Linked DNA regions of Rattus norvegicus: region 2 is linked to region 1. The links are chromatin contacts, called in public HiChIP or PLAC-seq maps. All regions are on one chromosome and are shown on one strand. The core of a region is the stretch at or near the end of the contact, and the rest is flanking DNA. Distances in the headings are between cores, read along the strand shown. Region 1 holds the start of Ino80e (INO80 complex subunit E). Region 2 holds the start of Cdiptos (CDIP transferase, opposite strand).

Region 1 (4,725 bases), core at 2,015-4,514:
TGAAGCAGCCTGGTGACAGACTGGATGACACAGTCCAGGGGCTAGGACAACTGGAAAATTGATTAAAAAAAAAAGAGAGAGAGAGAGAGAGAATTAGACTACTGCCTGGTAGCAAGGGCCACTTCTCAAATTCTTGGCCCCAAAGGACAGACAGGGCATGAGAATTGGAGACCAGTTTGGATAAAGTAATTACATTTTATTGAGTCTTTAAAAATAAAACAACAACCGCCTCAAATGCTTTAAGAGGCTGTTTGCACACAAACCCCAAAACCACCTTAGAGAATATGAAATTGAGTAGTGTACCGATAACTTGGATCCTGCTGCTGTAGTCTGTCTTTGAAAGTTGCTTCAGTGCTACAAGCACTTGTATAACAGGGTATTGGTCCATCCTGGACATGGAGTTCAGCTACTCTCACCATCACTGCTGATGATACCACGCATATGAGACCAGTCTGGAGGTGCTTGACGTGGCCGCTCCTCATCTGAGTCCAGGGTTCGGTGATAAAGCTCCCCTGGAGAGATTGCTTCCCCTGAAGGGTTCCATGCATTTCGTCTTCGTGGTCGGCCTGGGAGGTGGTGAGAGAAAATTAGTTACCTGACCCCAGGCTCTTCCTTCCCCAAAGAGGAAATTGTTTACCTGAACTGCTGATGATATTGGCAACATCCAAGGAAGCCACTTCAGCTGCCTCTTCCCGATGCTGCTTCAGAGCCCGACACTTCTCTAAGGAAGGATTACCTGGAGCGGAAGCAGCTTAATGAGGCCCTCTTCCCCAGTGCCCAGGCCCTCCTGCAGTTCTGAGGCACATCACTTCTCACCCTTCATGCCCAGTGCTTCCAGCTCAGCCCTGAGGACATTCAGGCGCTCCTTGTGGGAGCCACAGGAGCCCAGCAGCTTCTTGTAGTTTCGTCGGGCACCACAAGCCCAAATATACCGCTTTAGTCTAACCACAGCTGGGTGGTCCTCTCCACAGCGACGAGAGCCAGCCTAATAAGGAATTTGCAGCTGAAGGCCCTTTTTCCTAGTGGAGCCCACCCACCTGGTGTGTCCTCTCACCTTCTGACCTGTGGGTTCTGGGCTTGCATCTGATGAAGATGAGGAACTTCGTGCCTTGCCGTTCTTGGAGCTCTTCTTGGAAGAGCGGCTCTTCCTCTCCTCTTTGGTGTTCTGTCCTGCCTGGGAATCACTCACTTCCCTCTCCGTGCCACTGTCACCATTACTGCTGCCTAGGCTGCCCGTCTTCGTAGTGCCTTGAGTGGCTGCTTGCACCTGCCTGCCATCATCATCCTCGCTGCTTGTGCTCTGCCTTCTCCCACTCTCAGTCTGGGTCTTGTCCTTGCTCTTTCTCTTCGCTAAAGGCTCTTCCTCTCCACTGCTGTCCCCACTACTTACTGCATCCCCTTCCTTCTTTTCCTCGCTGTCTCCCAAGCCTCCAGTTGGCCTCCCAGCCCTGCTTTTCTGCTTAGAGCTCTTTCTCCCGCTAGCTGTTCTCCCTGCTTTGCTGCTTTTCAGTCTGGACTCCCTGTGCTCGCTCTTCTTGGCTAGGATCTCATCCTCGCTGTCTTCACTTTCCTCCTGGCATTTAGCGCCTGTGCGTCTCTCCACCTTTGCTCTATTCTGTACAGCCTCTTCCTCACTGCTTCCACTCTCTTCCCTAGCCTGCTTCCTATCTGCCTTGTGTGGTGCTGGCTTGTTCTTGGCCCCAGCTTTCTTTCTAACCCCACCCTTCTGTTCTTTTCTCACATCATCATCCTCAGTGTCCTCTGCCTTCCAGACCTCACCTGATCTGACAGAGCCTTCTTCCTCCTCCTCACTACTCTCCTCCAATCCCATCTTTGCAACCAGGTCTGTTTGCTGCTCTTCATCTGTGCTCTCAACTGCTTTCTTTAAGGTTCTTCTTGGGCATGCCTTCTTGGTTGTATTGTTCTTTGTTGGAGGTCCTGAGCAGTCTGGGCTGGATGGTGTAGAGCTGGATTCTGGAACATGGGGACAGGGCTGGGATGGGTTCCTCCTTTCCCTTCTATTTAGAATAGGATGCTTCTGGATCCACTCTGGTTACGAGTGAAGGACAGCAAGCACCACCACAGATGTGGCTCCACATGGTTCCTGACCCATTGCTCCCCTCCCTCCCCCAGCTCCTTTACTGCTTTGCAATTAATACATGCACCTCGCCTTTTGAATAAACCAATGCTGCTGGAGTCACAGACAGATACACCGGGAGAAGGCACTAACCTGACTCTGAATTGAAGCGGAACCTTTTCCTCTCTGGGTGACTGCAGGGAGCAGGAGACCTCTTAACTTTGATAAAGTCTGGCTTTCCTTCCCTGGTACCAGCATCCGCCTGTGGGTGCAGCATGAGGGTAAACGGAACCAAGGTTGTGTCCTGCCCCAAACCCTCAGCAACAAACCCTGTCTCTCCTGGCCCAGAGTTAGGCCCACACCTGCATCTTCAGCAGCTCCTCCTCCATCAGCCTTTTCAACGCCTGCTTCTCCTCAGGTTCAAGATGATCCCGACCCACGTGAATCAAAAATTTCTGTCGCACGATGGAGTGAGTAACCGTGCTACAGAAACACGTATCAAGACAGAGTACCAGTCCAACCCCGGCCCTTTACAACCCAGACTCTAATACCCAGACTCTATGCACCTGAGATCGGGGCAAGCTCGAAAGAAGCTGCGAGTGAATTCCAGCATCTCATCTCCCGGCGCCATCTTGCGCCACTGGGGATTGGTTGTTCCCGCCTTTTTTCTTCCGGGCCACTTTCAGTTCGTTTGACAGTAGTTTGCGCACGCGCAGTGCCGCGGCTTCGTGAGGAAAGGGACCGTTGAGCCTCCGATGTGGAGTACTGGGACGGAAAACTTAGCCAGATTTTGCCTTTTCCTTGGTAGCTCTTGAGGGAGATTTCTGCTCTTTGTTAGAGCTACGTATTAAAATTTTCGTTAGAAGCCGGTTCGGCACTGGCCGTCTCGTATAACGTAGTTTTTCACGCTGCCCTGTAGTCTGGATCAACAAGTAAAAGGGAAAAGGTATTCTCGCCAACACTGACTTTCTGGTTATATTCTTATGGCTCCAAATCTTTATAATCAGTTTAGAATCAATAATTGCGCCCCCCAGTGTCCAGCTCCTCTGTGACCTCAGCTCACCGCGAAGCCACTGGAAGCTGCGTTCCTTTCAGGTCTTCCCCAGGAGGGCGGGTGGTGTGATTACGCTCCCTGCGCGCGGAGCACGCCGGGAGTCGTAGTCCGTTTCGTACGGCGTTGCAAAGTCCGGAAGTGGAGGGGTGTGTGCGTGTGTGTATGTGTGTGTGTGTGTGTGTGTGTGAGAGAGAGAGGACGGGCGGACTTGGGTAGCGGGACTCTACTCCGGGGCGCTTCTCCCAGGCGGGTCATGAACGGACCAGCGGACGGCGAAGTGGACTACAAAAAGAAATACAGGAATCTGAAGCGGAAGCTCAAGTTCCTCATTTACGTGAGTACCGGTGTGGGACGGTTATGGAGTGTGAGGCCTAGCTCTGAGAGGACCTCAGTTTACCCATGTGGTAAAGGGGGTGAGTAGGGAGAGATGTCTCTGGGTTCTGGGTCTTTTACGGATTGCTCTTGGCTCAGCACCCTCCCTGTCCGCTGCAGGAACACGAGTGCTTCCAGGAGGAGCTCAGGAAGGCGCAAAGAAAATTGCTGAAGGTTTCCCGAGACAAGAGGTAAGGCTTGTTGTGGACACAGCAATGTAGATTCCTCATCCTTGGGAATCCTCGTTCTCACTCCGCCCTGGAATAGGACCCCAAATGCATGCAGTTTTAGGAGGATCCAGTGGGCCTTCTAGGAGGGACTAGATAGAGCTCAAGAACATCACCAAAATGGGAATAATCATTCTCCTTCCCACTTCTCTCAGTTTCCTTCTAGATCGACTTCTGCAGTATGAGAACGTGGATGAAGACTCTTCCGGTGAGCAAAGTCATGCACATTTTTAGGACATGAGATACTGGTTCGTTAAACAAGTGTTCCTGGGTTCATCCTCTTAGGATATGGAGCTGATGTAGCCCCTCCAATGGTTCTTAAGCCTAGTTGCTGCCTTCTGTTGCCTTCTCTCTGTTTTGTCTTTTTTTCTACCCCACAGGACAGAGTTTCTCTGTGTAGCCCTGGCTTGCCTGGAACTTGCTTTGTAGACCAGGCTAGCCTGAGGCTAGCCTTAGACATACCATGCCCCTCGATTCTTAAGCATTTACTTATCCACTGTGTTCCAGGCATTGTGCTTGTCACAGGCTAGCAAATGAAGGAAACCTCTGGCTGCTTTGTCATTTCTATCAGTTATGTGTAATAAATGAAAAAAAAAAAAAACTAGAAAGATACAGAACCCCACCCCATGCCAGTAACGCATGACAGAGGCATGGAGTTAGTTACTGAGACCCAATCCTTAAAGGAGAATGACCCCGAAAGTTGTCCTCTAACCTGAAACACTTGCCACAGCATATGGGCATCTGCACAAACACTGTGGTAATGAGAAGAAAACAACAAACTAGGATTTTAAGTGATGGTGAGAGTGTGATGAGGACTAAAGGCGGCAGTAACTACTGTATAACAGGAGGATTAAAGTCAGCAAGACAGGCCTGAGAGATGGCTCAGTGGTTAAGAGCACTGACCACTCTTCCAGAGGTCCTGAATTCAATTCCCAGCAACCACATGGTGGCTCACAACCATCTGTAATGGGATCCTGTGTCGTCTTCTGCTGTGT
Region 2 (4,708 bases), core at 353-2,852, 110 kb before region 1:
ATAAGCATTCTTAACCTCTGAACACAAACTTAACCTTCAGCCCCAATCGCTTTTTTTTTTTTTTTTGCAGGATTTTACTGTGTAGTCCTGGTTCATGTGGTACTCAATATGAAGCCTAAATGACTCTTGACTTGGAGCAATCTATCTGCCTCATCAGTACTGGCATTACAGGCATGAGCCACCATGCCACACCCGAACGGAATTCCATTCCCACTGCTATGTCTTCCACACCCCTCACAAACAGCGATCAATCCTCGAGCGCAAGCTTAAATCCCAGGCAGCTCTGTTTTGCTTTCTTACAGAGCTGATAATGAAAGAGTCCTCTACGAGGTTCTGAGAAAGCAGGGAAAGAACAAGGGATGTTGGGCCCCCAAGTAGTGCTACTGGTGGTAAAGTTCTGTCACCTTGATTAAGGGCTCGAGCTGCGTGTCCATCGAAAGCGTCTAGAAGTCCGCTGAGTAGATAGAAGGAGGAGGCCGTGAAGGGGCAGCAGGGCATAAAGTAGAAGGAAATGATGGCGAAAACAATCCGGGCATAACCTTGGGATGGGATGGGAGAGGTACAGGGTGTGATCGAGGAGCCAGTTTAGGGTTCCTCGCCCTCCGCTGGTCTTGGGGCTTCAGGCAGCACTCACCAATAAGATTAGGCACGAACAGGAAGATATTTTCCTCTGGCATCTTGGCGGCTCCCCTTGTGGTCTCGGCCCAGGTCTGGAGGTGCAAGGTCTTGTCCCAGCCTCACCAGCGTGGTCTCACCTTTCAGCCCGGGGCATCGGCAGCTCCACCTGAGCCCTGGGCCCAGTTCTCCCGGGCGATCCCAGCTGTTAGAGCCCGCAGGGCACCGGGGCGCGGGACACCCCTGGGCACAGCTCACGCACACCTGGCCTTCCGATGGGCAAGAGCTGCTGTCTCCAGCAACGGGTCCCGCAGCTCCGGCTGCGCCTGGCTCCCGGATCCTATTCTTCCGTCGGGGACGTTAAGAACATCGGAGGAAGGAGAGAGCGGCTTTTAAATATAAATAAATAAATTAAATAAATAATGGCTGAGGTCCCTTTAAGGCCGGCCTGCTTCCTTTTCCTGCCCGGGCCCCTTGGCTTCGGCTCGTACCAACGCACCGAGGGAGGGGAGAGACTCGAGAGCCATCCGCAAAAGAAGAAACTGAAAAGGGAGAAGCAGAAGAGACCTGAGAGGGAATCTGCATTTTGCATTTCATGGACGGCGTAAACTCCTGGAGGCAAGGGGAAGGTGTAGCGATTCCTCCGTTCCGAGTGTGCGCCTCCCCGAGAGATTGGGCAACTTAGTACAGCCCACATCGCTTCCCCGCCCCCTACGCCTGCGGCCACGGTCGCTCTCCAGGACCCAGGCTGGGAAGAGGTGGCTAGAGAGTCTCCCGGCGTGCCTGCCGCTTTGCTTCTAGCGCCGCCCTGGTGGTGGGAGGATTCGAGCCCAGGTTCCACCCTACGTCATCTCCCAAACGCCTAGAAATAACGTTGGGGTCACTGCCTCTAAGAAGGGACCCGGAGAGCCACTGTGGCACGCTAGGAAAATGTCCTTAGTTCTAGAATCTCTAGTCTCCTGGCAACGGAACTATAAAGCTTCCTCAAACATTTAGGTCTTTATAGCAACCCGGAGCAGCGCTTCCCTGTCTCCCCTTCTTCCCAACCTTCTTCCCCAATCCCAATCCCTGAGGCCCATCATAGATTCCTCTTAGAACTTTCCATATCCCCTCCTGCCGAGTAGCCTAAGATTTCAACCCATCAGCCAGGTCGGGGGCTGCATGTTGGCTGCCTTGCCTAAGGAAGTGCCTTGTCAGAAAAGAAGGAAGAAGGGCTTTGGAGGGAATAGGGAAGGGAGTTGTTCTGAGAGCCCCTCCTGTCAACTTAGTAGGCAAAACAACGAGTTTTTTTCAAGGACAGAACTGAGACAGTAGGATGTTTGAGCTTTAGTCGTGGACTAAATAAATGTGGGCTCAAGGAATGGCATGGGATGGAATCTGAGGGGTAGTGGGTTGGTTTCTCAGTCTAACATAAACTTTGTTTCCAGGGGGGATGGCATCCACATCTGCCAGGAGTGGGGACAAAAAGGACACCTGGCCAATTCAAGCTGCTGCCTCCTTAGGTGGAGGGCAGGTAAACTACAATGGAAAAGTGAAGGAGGTGGGAAGAACTAGCTAGTCAGGTGGCTCTGAGCCATGAGCCATGAGATTTACTTAGCCTTGATCCTTAACCCTGAATCTCCAAACCCTGAGACCCCACAAACTGCTTTCTGGGTCTAAGGCCTTCCAGTCAAATCACATACCTGAGACTTATACTACCAGGTTCCCCAGCCATAGAGCCTGCAACCTGGAAGACACCAGACCGGTGGGACTTTGCAGGCTGAATTCTAACCTCCTTTCCAGAAAGCCTCATTATCCCGCTCTGAAGAATTCCTGACCCGAATCAGCACAGAACTTACAGATGAAGCACTGTTTACTGCTCGCTCTCATATGAATCCTATGCCCGACAAGGAAAAGCAGACAAAAGACCAAGGGACTCAGATATCTAGACATGGTGAACTCTCTCCCTCTTCATCTAGAGACCAGTCCCCGACTCACCTCCAGCCTTAGCTGATCTCCCCAAGAATCTGTTCATTTTTTTCCCTCATCATTGTTCGTCTTAGGCACAGTGTCCCTTACCGTCTAACTCATTGTTGCTTGCCAGGAGCCCCTTGTCCCCATCTGCTCTAGCCACAACTCTTTCTAACCATAGGGAAAGTTGTTCTTTAACTGGGGCCTCTAATTCCAGTGTTCTTCACCAAGACCCGAGGCACTGACACCCGGTGAGTGAGGCTCTGCCCCTCTCCCAGGACAGAGAAGCCTGTGGGGAGAGCAAGGGTTGACAGCATCCCAGCAGGGTAGGGGGCGTTTTCAACCATGAAGTTCTATTCTATTCCACCCCGATGCTTCAGTTCATGATTCTCAGCCTACTCTATTGTCCTCTGCCATCTCCAGCTCTGACAGAAATCGAACTCGAACCAAGGCACACCTTCTGCCATCTCCTCGTGAAAAGGTTTGTACGAGGTTATTCAGTTCCAACATTCTCAGCTTCCCCTACGTGCTGCTCCACGTCTAACAGGAGTTAGACGTTTGGGACACAGAATGCACGATATAGACTCGGCCCTTGAAAAATTCAGGGGTTTATTGGTCTTTGTTTGTTTGTTGTTTGTTTGTTTGTTTGAGATAGGGTCTCACTATGTAGCTGGTTGGCCTGGAGTTACTATGTAGATCAGTCTAGCCTTTACATCACAAAGATAAACCTGCCTCTGCCTCTGCCTCCCCAGTGCTAGGATTAAAGGCACTCACCACCATGTCCAGCACAATTCAGTTTAGAACAAGGCCAGGACAGGTTAATAGCCAGTGACAACACAATAGGAATGGTGCTTACCTAAGAAGAGAAAACAATAAAACTATTTTTATCCCATCCTCAGCTGGGCTAGGAAGGAAAGGCATCATGGAGCTTCCTGAAGATAGAAATACCTAAAGAAAGAATTTTCTAGAAAACAGCTCTAGGTATTCTAAGCAGTAGAGATCGTACGGGCCAAGGGACAGAGAGGTATCTCAGTAAAGTGAGGTGGTGAGCAGCTTGTGCTCTAGGACCTGCGAGGCATGGTGGCATCTGCCAGGCATGGTGGCATCTGCCAGGCATGGTGGCATCTACCAGACATGGTTGGCATCTGCCTTTAATCTCAGCATTCTGGAGGCAGAGCAGGGTGTTCGTTTCACGTTCAACGTCGGCTCGATCTAGAGAGTGACTTCCAGGACAGCCAAGGCTACCTTGTTTCAAAATAAATAAACAGAAATTTAGAAAATATACATATGTAATAAAAGAGGCTAGAGAGCTATGGCTCAGCAGTTAAGAACATTTGTTGATTTTCCTGAGGACCCAGATTTGATTCCTAGCACTCGCATGTGATGGCTCACAATGATCCAGTTCCAGGGGCCACTGATCCCCTCTTCTGGTCTCCCAAGGCACCAGGCACACGAGTGGTACACAGACCTATATGCAGGCAAAACACCAAGACACGTAAATTTTAAAAAATTCTAAAAGCCTGATATGGCAGGAAGTGCATGCCTTTAATTCCAGCATTCAGGAGGTAGAGACAGGTTGCTCTCTGAGTTCCAGGACAGCCTGGTCTACAGAGGGAGTTCTAGATCAGCTAGGGCTATATGAACCCTACCCTATAGGTAGACGAGTAAATATTTAAAAAGCAAGCAAACATTAGATAGGGAGGGATGGATGAGTTGAAGGACTAGTAGGCAGACAGGCAAATGATGACTGGATATGCTAACTCGTCATCTGCTAATCGCTTGCTGTATGCCAGCGCTGTCCTGGAGTGCAGCTCTGAGCAAAGTAAAGCCCCTGCTCTCAAAAAGTGTAAGTGGGAGACGAGAGATGGTTGGGTGGGAAGATGGATGAGTAATGGGTGGTGGACAGAGATGAAGGCTGGGGAAGGGGGTGTAGGTGGCTTTGTGCGTGGAAAAATGTTATGGAGTAACTGGAACATGGTGTCTGTACTCAGGGTGGTGTATGGCTTGGATAGCTGGGTGAAAGGAAGGTGGAAGGGACACGACAGGGTCCTTAAGTGTACAGAGTCAACAGCTCTTCCTTTCTTCCAGGGAGTACTCCCCACCAGCCTGACAACTGGAGGATGAGCTCAGTCCTCCCTAGTTC

What was found. HiChIP or PLAC-seq counts read pairs in DNA pulled down with a chosen protein or histone mark.
Region 2: an H3K27ac HiChIP or PLAC-seq map of oligodendrocytes shows a contact between it and region 1, with 4 times the contacts expected there. The contact joins the promoter of Cdiptos here to the promoter of Ino80e in region 1. A contact is called at or near these places in 1 of 12 Hi-C or Micro-C datasets (frontal cortex) and 1 of 1 datasets of contacts at active chromatin or transcription factors (oligodendrocytes).

The regions. Positions count from the first base shown.
Region 1 is chr1:190,901,061-190,905,785 of GRCr8, reverse strand. It overlaps Ino80e (INO80 complex subunit E), which reads left to right and starts at 3,264. Exons shown (of 7, transcript NM_001013900.1): 1 at 3,264-3,465; 2 at 3,624-3,694; 3 at 3,886-3,938. The coding sequence starts at 3,385. Hirip3 (HIRA interacting protein 3) reads right to left here and starts at 2,721. Exons shown (of 7, transcript NM_001399662.1): 1 at 2,644-2,721; 2 at 2,440-2,560; 3 at 2,231-2,339; 4 at 1,055-1,974; 5 at 817-985; 6 at 638-736; 7 at 176-566. The coding sequence starts at 2,708. The coding sequence ends at 403.
Region 2 is chr1:191,010,169-191,014,876 of GRCr8, reverse strand. Cdiptos (CDIP transferase, opposite strand) reads left to right here and starts at 1,602. Exons shown (of 6, transcript NM_001419521.1): 1 at 1,602-1,962; 2 at 2,043-2,128; 3 at 2,398-2,548; 4 at 2,783-2,816; 5 at 2,989-3,046; 6 at 4,654-4,708. The coding sequence starts at 2,048. The coding sequence ends at 4,689. Cdipt (CDP-diacylglycerol--inositol 3-phosphatidyltransferase) reads right to left here and starts at 1,071. Exons shown (of 6, transcript NM_138899.2): 1 at 635-1,071; 2 at 405-539. The coding sequence starts at 677.